2 separate regions of the Oryctolagus cuniculus genome follow, and region 1 is linked to region 2. The links are chromatin contacts, called in public Hi-C maps. All regions are on one chromosome and are shown on one strand. The core of a region is the stretch at or near the end of the contact, and the rest is flanking DNA. Distances in the headings are between cores, read along the strand shown. Region 1 has its middle 39 kb from the start of RCBTB2. Region 2 holds the start of LPAR6 (lysophosphatidic acid receptor 6).

Region 1 (4,844 bases), core at 875-3,374, 150 kb before region 2:
GCTTCCAATCCAGCTTCCTTTGAATGCTCCTGGGAAGGCAGAGGATGATGACTCTAAGGGCTTGGGCTCAACCAAGCATGAGGGAGATCCCAGATGGAGTTCTTGACTCATAGCTTCAACCTGTCCCTGCCTGGGCTGCTGTGGGCATTTGGGGAGTGCACCAGCAGATAGAAAATCTCTGTCTCTCTGTCTCTCTCACTGTCACTTTGCCTTTCAAACAAAAGTCAATAAATCTTTTAAAACATTTCATTCCCTTGTGAAGGAATAAAAGCAAGCTGCCTTTAGAGTGTCCAGTGGAAACTCAGGGGGCAGGCATCTTCATTTCTGGCACTCACACCGCGGTGGCCTTGGGTAAAGGGCTTAATTTCCTCCTTGTTAGATCCCTCGCCTGTAAATTGAAGATGATGAGATTTGCCTACCTTGCTTGAAGAATTAATTAGTGGTTGTGTTGCAGGTGGGGCATGCAGATGAAAGACTGCTCTGTAAGCACCGGGCTTTCCCATCAGGCCAAGGCTCATCACCGCCATCGTTATCTGTGTCCTAGAGATAAAGGCGATGGGTTTCCACACAAGGCTCCCAGAGCCTTGACCTTGCTAGCCTCTGCAACCTTCCCCTTTCTCCGTGATCTTGTAAAGGACTAACCCACTTTCCCTTTCTTTGAGACCTCGCTGTCGGGAACTGGCAGCTGCCCACAATTTCTATGTTGTTTTAATCCAACAAATCTTTATTGTCTAGAAACTTTATCTGAAAAATCCTCCACAAAACATGCCTTTCTCTTATTTCCTCATCTTCTTCCTTTTCTCCAATACCTCTGTTACAAAGGGTGTTATTACAGCTTATTAGGAGTTCCCCCAGATGCCCGAACAATGCCCCCTCTCTGCGTTCTTCCCGATTTGCAAGCTGCACATTCGCATAGCCATCAATAGACGCCTCTTCACCATCAGTGGCTTCCCTGCTAACCCAGCTGCGGGAGGGTCTGCGATGGAGGGGTGAACTAGTCATGCCTTTGGGGGAAGCTGAGAGTTTGTCAACTGCTGACCCAGATGTCGCCCATCCCTTGTCGCTGGAGCAGCTCCCCAGGCCCAGAGTCCCATGTCTCATGCAGCCTAACTTTCCTGTGTTTCGCTCCTGGAAATTGAGTTTGGATCTGGATATTTCTCTCTTTCTACTTTTCTTATAAATTTTTATTTACTTGTTTGCACTTTATTCGAAAGGCAGCAAGACAGAGAGAGAGAAAGAGGGAGAGAGAAAGCGATCTTCTCTCTGTTGGTTCACCTGCAACAGCCAGGCCCGGGTCAGACTGAAGCTATAATCTGGAATTCAATGTGGGTCTCCCATGTGGGTGACAGGGACCCAACAATCTGAGCCCTCACTGCTGCCTCCAGGGTGTGCATTAGCAGGAAGCTGGACTCAGAATCAGAGAGCCTGGACTTGAACCAGAGCACCCCAGCACTGGATGCGGGCACCCCAAGTGACATCTTAACCACTGTGCCAAACGCCAGCCCCAAGTCTGGACGATCCTACCACACACCAAATCCAGAATATGAAAGAGAATATGAAAGAGAATATGAAAGAGAGGAAGCAGGAGGAAGGGGAAGTTTTCAGAGAAACTTTCAAAGAAATCTAGAACTCTCCAAAACACTGTCTCCTTTTTCCTCCCACTGCTTACTAAACGTGTTATAAAGAGGAGCACAATTTCCTTTCTGCTTAGAACTCTGGACCGCACCCAACACCCTAGGGAACTTGTCGATCTCTGAACACAATAAACGTTCAAATTCCGATTGTGACAACAGGAGTCCTTTCCTGGGGAGATGGACAGGTCTTTGGGTGACATCCTGCTTTAGAAGGTGAGAGCTGGGACCAGAGGTGGTGTGGCTTTTGACTTCACAGGACAGGAGAATGAAATGGTGACTGAGCAAGCTTTTTCCAGTCCCTAGTTTCCTCGGGCCTTGGTTCTGCTGAGATAGCACTAGATGGAATGATTGTTGAAGCCAGTATAAGCCTTCTCACATATGCCTGGTGCAAGTACCTCTCCATTCTGAATTGGCACTGAAACGTGAACACTGGTGAGGGCTAGGAGAGCTCCAATGACTCAGCTACTCCTCCGATTCCAGCCCCAGCTTGTCTTCCAACCATGACAAGTTGCATAAGGGGCCTGAAGTTTTGGTTTTGAGGTTTTGGTGACTCACATGCTGAGCAAGCAATAATGATAATAGCAAACACATTTGCAGCTCTTCCTGCGTGCTAGGCGTCATTCCAGTTCTTTCTGAGCTAAGTCGTTTAATCCTCCAATAACACAAGGAAAGAGTTTTTATGACGCCCTGGACTTTAAAGGTAAGGGAACTGAAGCACGAAGCATTTGAACATCCAAACTCTCCCAGCCGGCCAGGGGCCAAGAGTCAGGATGAACCCAGGTTGTGTATGCTGAGAACCTGAGGCTCTTGGCGAATCTGCTAGTGTCTTTTTCTGTGTTGCTTAGCAATTCTGTGTCATGAAGTCAGTTGCTATTCCTGGACCGGATTTAAGTCGACTATTGTCTCTATAGCTTGGACATTTCACCTCCAGGAAAAACATCCAAATGTGGCCAGTCACAGAGCAGGAAGTGGCATGGAGGCCGGTAGTGTGGCGGCCACCTTGTGACCCTGAGGTGTGGCCAGAAAGGTGAGATGACACTGTGAGACTCAGGGAGGGTGCCAAGGGCACCGGTCCAGGCCCTCCAAAGCTAAGACTTTACACTTTTCATAAAAATTAATACAAAAGGGATCACAGACCTAAATCTAAAGTGAAAAGAAATAAAAAGTGAAGATGATAGTGGAGAAAATTTGGGTAACTTTGAGTTTGGCGTAACTCTTTTTTAAAATTTTTTTAAATTAATTTTTTTTGACAGGCAGAGTGGACAGTGAGAGAGAGAGACAGAGAGAAAGCTCTTCTTTTGCCGTTGGTTCACCCTCCAATGGCCGCCACCGCTGGCGCGCTGTGGCCGGCGCACCGCGCTGATCCGAAGGCAGGGGCCAGGTGCTTCTCCTGGTCTCCCATGGGGTGCAGGGCCCAAGGACTTGGGCCATCCTCCACTGCACTCCCTGGCCACAGCAGAGAGCTGGCCTGGAAAAGGGGCAACCGGGACAGAATCCGGCGCCCCGACCGGACTAGAACCCGGTGTGCCGGCGCTGCTAGGTGGAGGATTAGCCTAGTGAGCACCGGCGCCGGCATAACTTTTAAATATTAAAGACACCCAATTGATAAGCTGAGATTTGCTAAAATTAGAACTTCTATTATGAGAAAGATATCAGTTAGGAGAATGAAAAGACTAGGAACAGATTTGGAGAAAATATTTGCAAAACATGTGACTCATTAAGGACTTGTCTCCAAACTATACAAAGAACTCTTCTTGCAACAGATAAGAGGAGTCGGCATTACAGAACAGCAGGTTAAGCCGCCACGTGCAGTGCTGGCATCCCTTATGGGTGCTGGTTTGTGTCCCAGCTGCTCCATTTCATATCTAGCTCCCTGCTAACGGCTTGGAAAAAGCAGCAGCAGATGGACCAAGTTCTTGGGTCCCTTCCACCCACGTGGGTGACCCAGATGAAGCTCCTGGCTCCGGGCTTCGGCCTGACCCAGTGCTGGTCACTGCAGCCGTCTGGGGACTATACCAATGGATGGAAGATTTCTGTCTCTGTCTCTCCCTTTCTCTGTAACTCTGACTTTCAAATAAACGAATCTTTTTTAAAAATCCAATTTAAAGATAAGCAAAAGAACTGAAGAGACACCTCTCTAAAGAAGACACCTCTACACTGACAAATGAGCAGATGAGAAGGTGCTGCACGTCATCTGTCACCGGGGAAGTGCGTGTTGCAACTCCGAGCTACCGCGGCACACCGATCAGAACGACTAACATCCCAGAAGCCTGCCAGCACCAATGCAGCTGAGCATGCGGAACGGCAGAAGCCCCCACTCAGTGCTGCTGGGAGTGCAATGATGCAGCCCCTGTGCGAGAAACTTGGGAGGCTTCTAAAACTAAACGTACAAGCCAGCAATCATACTGCTAGGTATTTACTCAAAAGCCTTTAACTATGCAAACTCTGCATGTGAATGTTTAAGGCAGCTTTATTTATAATTGTCAAAAACTGGAAGAATCCAAGACATTCTTCCGGAGGTGAAGGGATACGCTGTGAATGAGTTTGGAAGTCAGGGGGACGACGTGCAGGAACTCTGCTGCAGGCCCTCAGAGGCGGTGATCACGACTCGAGTGAGTGAGTCTCTGCCTCCGCATGGGAGACCTGGACGGAGCTCCTGGCTCCTGGCCTTGGCCCTGGGCCAGCCTTGACCATTACAGGCCTTTGAGAGCGAACAAGTGAATGGGAGTGCTCACTCCCTCTCTGCCTCTCAAACACATTCTTTTAAAAAAGAAAAAAAAGGCTTATTAGTTTAAAAAAGGATAAGGACAATAAATATGAATGAACGGATAATAAAGATAGAGAGCAATTCAGGAATCCCCACGTCTGACCCATCACTGGAAGGGAGCAACTTCCACAAGGACACGTCTGGTTCATCCACGTGTCCCAAGAGCCTAGAATTGCTATTGGCATAAAATAGGGCTCCAGAAAACATTTGTTGACTACCATGCATTCCAGAAAGAAACAGCAAAGGATATGGAAAGGGAGAGTTTAAGAAGAAAATCACAGGAGAACGATGTCTGGAGCTGAAGAGCGCGTCTCCAGGATGAAATGGCCCATGGAGTGCCCAGGGGAAATGAAAGGGGAAAGGCTTGCCGTAGTCTGCCCCGCGAGGCTTCAGCACCCCAGCGAGAAGGGTAAGCTTTCTGAGAGATTCAGAAAGAACGGCAC
Region 2 (4,964 bases), core at 1,759-4,258:
TCCACTGCTTTCCCTATGCCATTAGCAGGGAGTTGGATCAGAAGTGGAGCAGCTGGGACAAGAACCGGTGCCCAAACGGGATGCTACTATTACAGGCTAAAGCTTTACCTGCTACTCCACAATGCTGGTACCAAGAAATTTGCAAATATTTACTGCATTCAAAATAAGTCATTTTTTGAATGAATGACTAATGTTTACATGGTTTATATTACATTTTTTAAATTTTAAATTGCTAATTTTTCCATTTTCTTTTCAAACTTTTTCATTAATGTATATTTACATATAATAAAATTTTAAATGTTTAATTATATCAGTTTTAATAGTATATTCATATATAATTTGTTTTAAAATTTTAAAAAAGATTTATTTATTGGAAAGGTACATCAACAGAGCGAGAGGGAGAGGGAGAGGGAGAGACAGAGATCATTCATTCCCAGGTTTACTCCTCAAATGCTGCTATAGTTAGGGCTGGGCCAGGCAGAAGCCACCAGTGTCGGAATCCTCCATGGGAGGGTATCAGAGACCCACGTATCTAAGTTGTCTTCCACTGCCTTACTAGGCACATTACCAGGAATGCTGGATCAGAAGCAGAGCAGCAAGGATTTGAACTGGCACTCTGGTATAGGATGCCAGCATCTCAAGGGGCAGTTTAACCTACTGTTTTACAGACTCTGCTTTAAATTCTTCTAAGAGGCAAGAAGAGAATAAGAGAATAAACAACTAGTTAATTCATTCATATGTCCCAGGAGACATATGGAAGAGGGTAGGCCTACATATAGGGAGATTAGATAAGACATTATAACAACTCCATAGATAAGAGTGACTGGGTTTATCCAGAAATGTGGCAGTGAGAATGAAAATGGGGCAAGACAAGAAATATTACTATCAAGTCAGAAGTAAACACTATTAAAAACAGAGGAGAAAGAAATAATTGGTATTCAATAAAGGTTTACTTATTCAACACACATTAGCTAGTATGAGCTGGATTTGAATTGGGCTTGAGTAAGTCAGGTTCTCCCTACCTCTTCAAAGTCAGTTACAGCAGAATTCAGTTAAAAACCCAGAAGTTATCCAAATCCTTAATTTCTGATCTTTAACAAAATATTCTCTCTCAAATTGAAAAAAAAAATATTTACACATGGCCGGTACCGCGTGGCACTGGCACCCAGGGTTCTAGTCCTGGTCGGGGCGCCAGATTCTGTTCTGGTCACTCCTCTTCCTGTCGAGCTCTCTGCTGTGGCCCAGGAGTGCAGTGGAGGACGGCCCATGTCCTTGGGCCCTGCACCCCATGGAAGACCAGGAGAAGCACCTGGCTCCTGGCTTTGGATCAGCCTGGTGCACCGGCCGCAGTGCACCAGCTGCAGCAGCCATTGAGGGGTGAACCAACAGTAAAGGAAGACCTTTCTCTCTGTCTCTCTCTCTCTCACTGTCCACTCTGCCTGTCAAAAAAACAAAAACAAACAAACAAAAAAAAAACACAAAAAAAACCAAAAACCAAAAAACAAAAAACATTTACACAAGTAAGTGATTTATACCATTACTATACTGATAAGAAAAACCTGGCTTCTTGGTGTAATTAAATTCTGAAAAGTGATGATCTGCATAGTGAGATTCAATATATTCCATATCAGTTGTACTTGTGTACAATTGCAACAGGTCTAAATAAAATCTGTCTTCATCACTTTAACTTCTGTCTGGCTTGGGTTTTCTTATTTTACTATTCCCCCCCCCCAAAAAAAATCCATAAAGAAACAGTTCCCAGATGTAACACACCAAAGTGTACAAATCTCCCATTAAATAAGAGTTGGACTCTATCAAAGAAGCACCTATTAAATATAATTAATTCCTTGGATTCATTCAATTCCCTTTGAAAGTATTCTACATTTTAAAAATCCTAACCTAAGAATTTTTCAAGGTAGCTAATTTCACTTTCCTTAGAAGTCAAATAAAATATGAAAAATCCAGCATTCAATTATCTTCTTCCTGCTGAATCAGACAGCTCCTCTGCTACTGTCCTTCCTCAGCAGAAAGAAGTTTCAATGAAATTCAAGTTCACTGATCTGGTTCACTCATCAGCAAACGTGTCTACCACGGGTCAAGACCCGTGGTAAGAATTAGAAATACTGGATAGGACCAATTTTTATTTGCAGCTTGAGTTTTTATATGAAGTTGCATTATTGTGGACTTGGCTGTCTTGTGATGAATTTTTTCCATATGTATTCCGTGCCATACTATTGTTAAAATGAACTGTTGCTGTTGTGAGATGGATTTTAACTGACCTATTAAGGGTTTCTTTCGAATGGCACTACTTTAGGGACATTCTAGTATTTGCTTCTATTGTTTGGGCCTTGTGGATAATGTACAGATTTAAAAACAAATCTTGTTGCTGATTTGTCCATTTCTTTCCCTGCACTTTGTTACATCTGGGATACAGTCTAACTCATCTGATTTAATACGCATTTAAAAAAATGCCATAACTATTAAAACACCTTGTTTACAGACAGATGAAATAAATTTATTCCAACCAAAAAAAAAAAAAAAAAAAGATTGCTCTCTCTCTCGGTCTCTCTCTCTCTGTAGTTCTGCCTTTCAAATAGATAAATAAATCTTAAAAAAAAAAAGGATTAGAAATACAAACATATATTCATATACTGATAACAATGAAAAGCTTAATTCAAAAAACAGTAATCTATCTGTCCATTTTTAAGCATCAATAACCCAAACATGAAAAGACTACAAATGAACAATTTAAGTGAACAAGGCAAGTGAATAATAGCAACATGTGGAAAAATATTCTAGTATAGAATTAATATATTTTAATTCTTTGAGAAAGTGCCATTCACAAAATGAAAGTAAAAGTAGAGAAGGTCAGGGAATGTATTTCACTATTTAAAGGTGACTAAAGAAGTAACTATAAATTTGAAAGTGTATTACTAAGATTTTATGTTTTTCTAAAATAACTGTTAACAGAAATTTTTTCTCCAATGAGAGTATAAGCTTCTTTTTTTCATTACTACCCAGTTTCTACCAGTTTTCTAATATGAACACATATATAGCTTTTTTTATCCTAAACATGATACAAAGAAATTTTGCCCTTCAAAATCTTAAGTTTATTGGTTATTAGCAATACTCCTATTTTTGTGTATCATTTCATTAGATGAATTTCCTAATCAAAACAATAAAAACAGATGTAATTTTCCAATAACAAGTTACTGAGCATGAAAGATTAAGTCCAATACATAAAAGATTTTTTAAAAGGTGTAAAATGATAATTCCTTAATTGATACTCCAAAAGGAAGAGTTTCAGTTCAAACTGATCCAAATACAAACATAGAAACAATAAAACACAACTATGTCTAGCCCCTCCTTGAAAATGGTAGCTTAAAATAAGAAAGACTTGTATCCCAGAGGCTGTATTATCTTCAGGCTTTGAGGAAATAACATTCAAATTCAACTACTCTCATGCTACACATGCTTTTTTGATTGGAAGGTTTTAAAAATATTAAATATTTATTTAAATACAAATAGGAAAATCATTCATAGCAATTTTTAAATAAAGACAAACTGAAATATATTCCAAAATATAATGTCATATTAAAGGAATTAAGGGAAGAGCTAGAGAGAATGAAAACAAAATTATGAACCTAAAATTTAGTCAAGTAGTAGAACTTTTATTCTCCAAAATTTATTTCAGTCAATTAGGGTGGGGAGGGGGTTTCTTTAAAAAGATACAACTTAAATTCATGGGTACCATAACATTAATACCACACCAAAGATACACATTTTAAAAATTATTCTTTGGTTAAAGGAATGCTTTAAAAATCAAAATGGCCCTAAAATATTTATTCTATTTCAAAGGAAAGAGCATCATTAGAAAATAAAAAACTAAACACATCCAGGATTAGACCTATTCACAAGCTTACCAATTAAATCAAATTAAATCTTGAGGGATGATTACGAAAAACAGAAGCCAAGAGTGGTAGAACTTATCACTGGTCTCTCAGTCAAATCCTTTTTATACATAAAGGTTAAAGATCTCCCTTTCACAGTCAAAATTAAACAGTTCTTTAAAATGCTGTATTAAGATACCCCTAACAATTTCAATTTATAAACACATATGCATATACATTTTATTTTTTTAAAGAAAGTCATATCCCAAATGCAAAACAGAAAACAATCAAGTAAGAAACAAGCTCAATGCTGATTTGTTTTCTCTCAGTTATTACTGCCAAACCAAAACAAAAAACCCAAAGAGGCTGCCAGTACCCCAGAAGGCATTTCCGCATCAAAAGAGTTAATGGGCAGCTAAAGAGCCAGTGACCATTTGCACGCCTGCTAGGTATATTCACAGCAGCCACATTATCAGATTAAAGGAACTGCAAACAAACTGGGCTGAAACCTTTCTTTGTCCAAACCCAGCCTCTTCTTCCTGTGATGTCACATTACAAACCTAGCAAGCCTTTCTTTTTCACTTCAGAGAAAGCCCATCTCACAATACAGCTGGCAACTGTGGAAAACGCTTCGATTCAGCAAGAGCTAACATGCTTAGGAATTTCTTTGGGAACTTTTAAAAGACTTTTCTGCTTACCGCCATCTGGGATTCACTGCAGGACTACCAAAAAGGAAAACTTCATGTAAAAGAAGCAAGAAGTAAAAGAGGACAAACTGGGAATGTTTAAGTCTCTGAAACTCTGCACTGGAAAGCAAAGCAAGATTGAGAACTTAAGCTTAAACATCCCAGAACATAAAGTAACTTTAATTTCGGAATATTCACCTTGACAACTTTACAAGAAATACAACTTTACAAGGCAAATGGTTGTTTTCCTGTCTGGGAAGGCAGCTTTTCCTTAAATTTATATTCCATGGATTGGCTTCATTGATTGCATGTTTTAAAAGCTGCTCGTCACTTAACTAGACCGTGGGTTCATGGATTTTTCTGGAGACTAGAAAATGAGAATTTTTTC

Evidence for each region. Hi-C and Micro-C count contacts between places; a contact is called where the count stands out from the background.
Region 1: a contact with region 2 is called in a Hi-C map of skin fibroblasts, with 2.6 times the contacts expected there. The contact joins the enhancer-like site here to the promoter of LPAR6 in region 2. A contact is called at or near these places in 3 of 6 Hi-C or Micro-C datasets (embryonic fibroblasts, skin fibroblasts and an unstated tissue).

What each region holds. Positions count from the first base shown.
Region 1 is chr9:67,571,056-67,575,899 of mOryCun1.1, reverse strand. No RefSeq gene overlaps it. Among named protein-coding and RNA genes, the nearest start is that of RCBTB2, 39 kb to the right of the region's middle. Within about 2 kb of position 2,124, at least 4 of the 8 cell types and tissues checked have an H3K27ac peak or open chromatin away from gene starts, as enhancers often do.
Region 2 is chr9:67,425,744-67,430,707 of mOryCun1.1, reverse strand. LPAR6 (lysophosphatidic acid receptor 6) reads left to right here and starts at 3,008. Exons shown (of 1, transcript XM_008273801.4): 1 at 3,008-4,964. All of the region lies in intron 17 of RB1 (RB transcriptional corepressor 1), which reads right to left.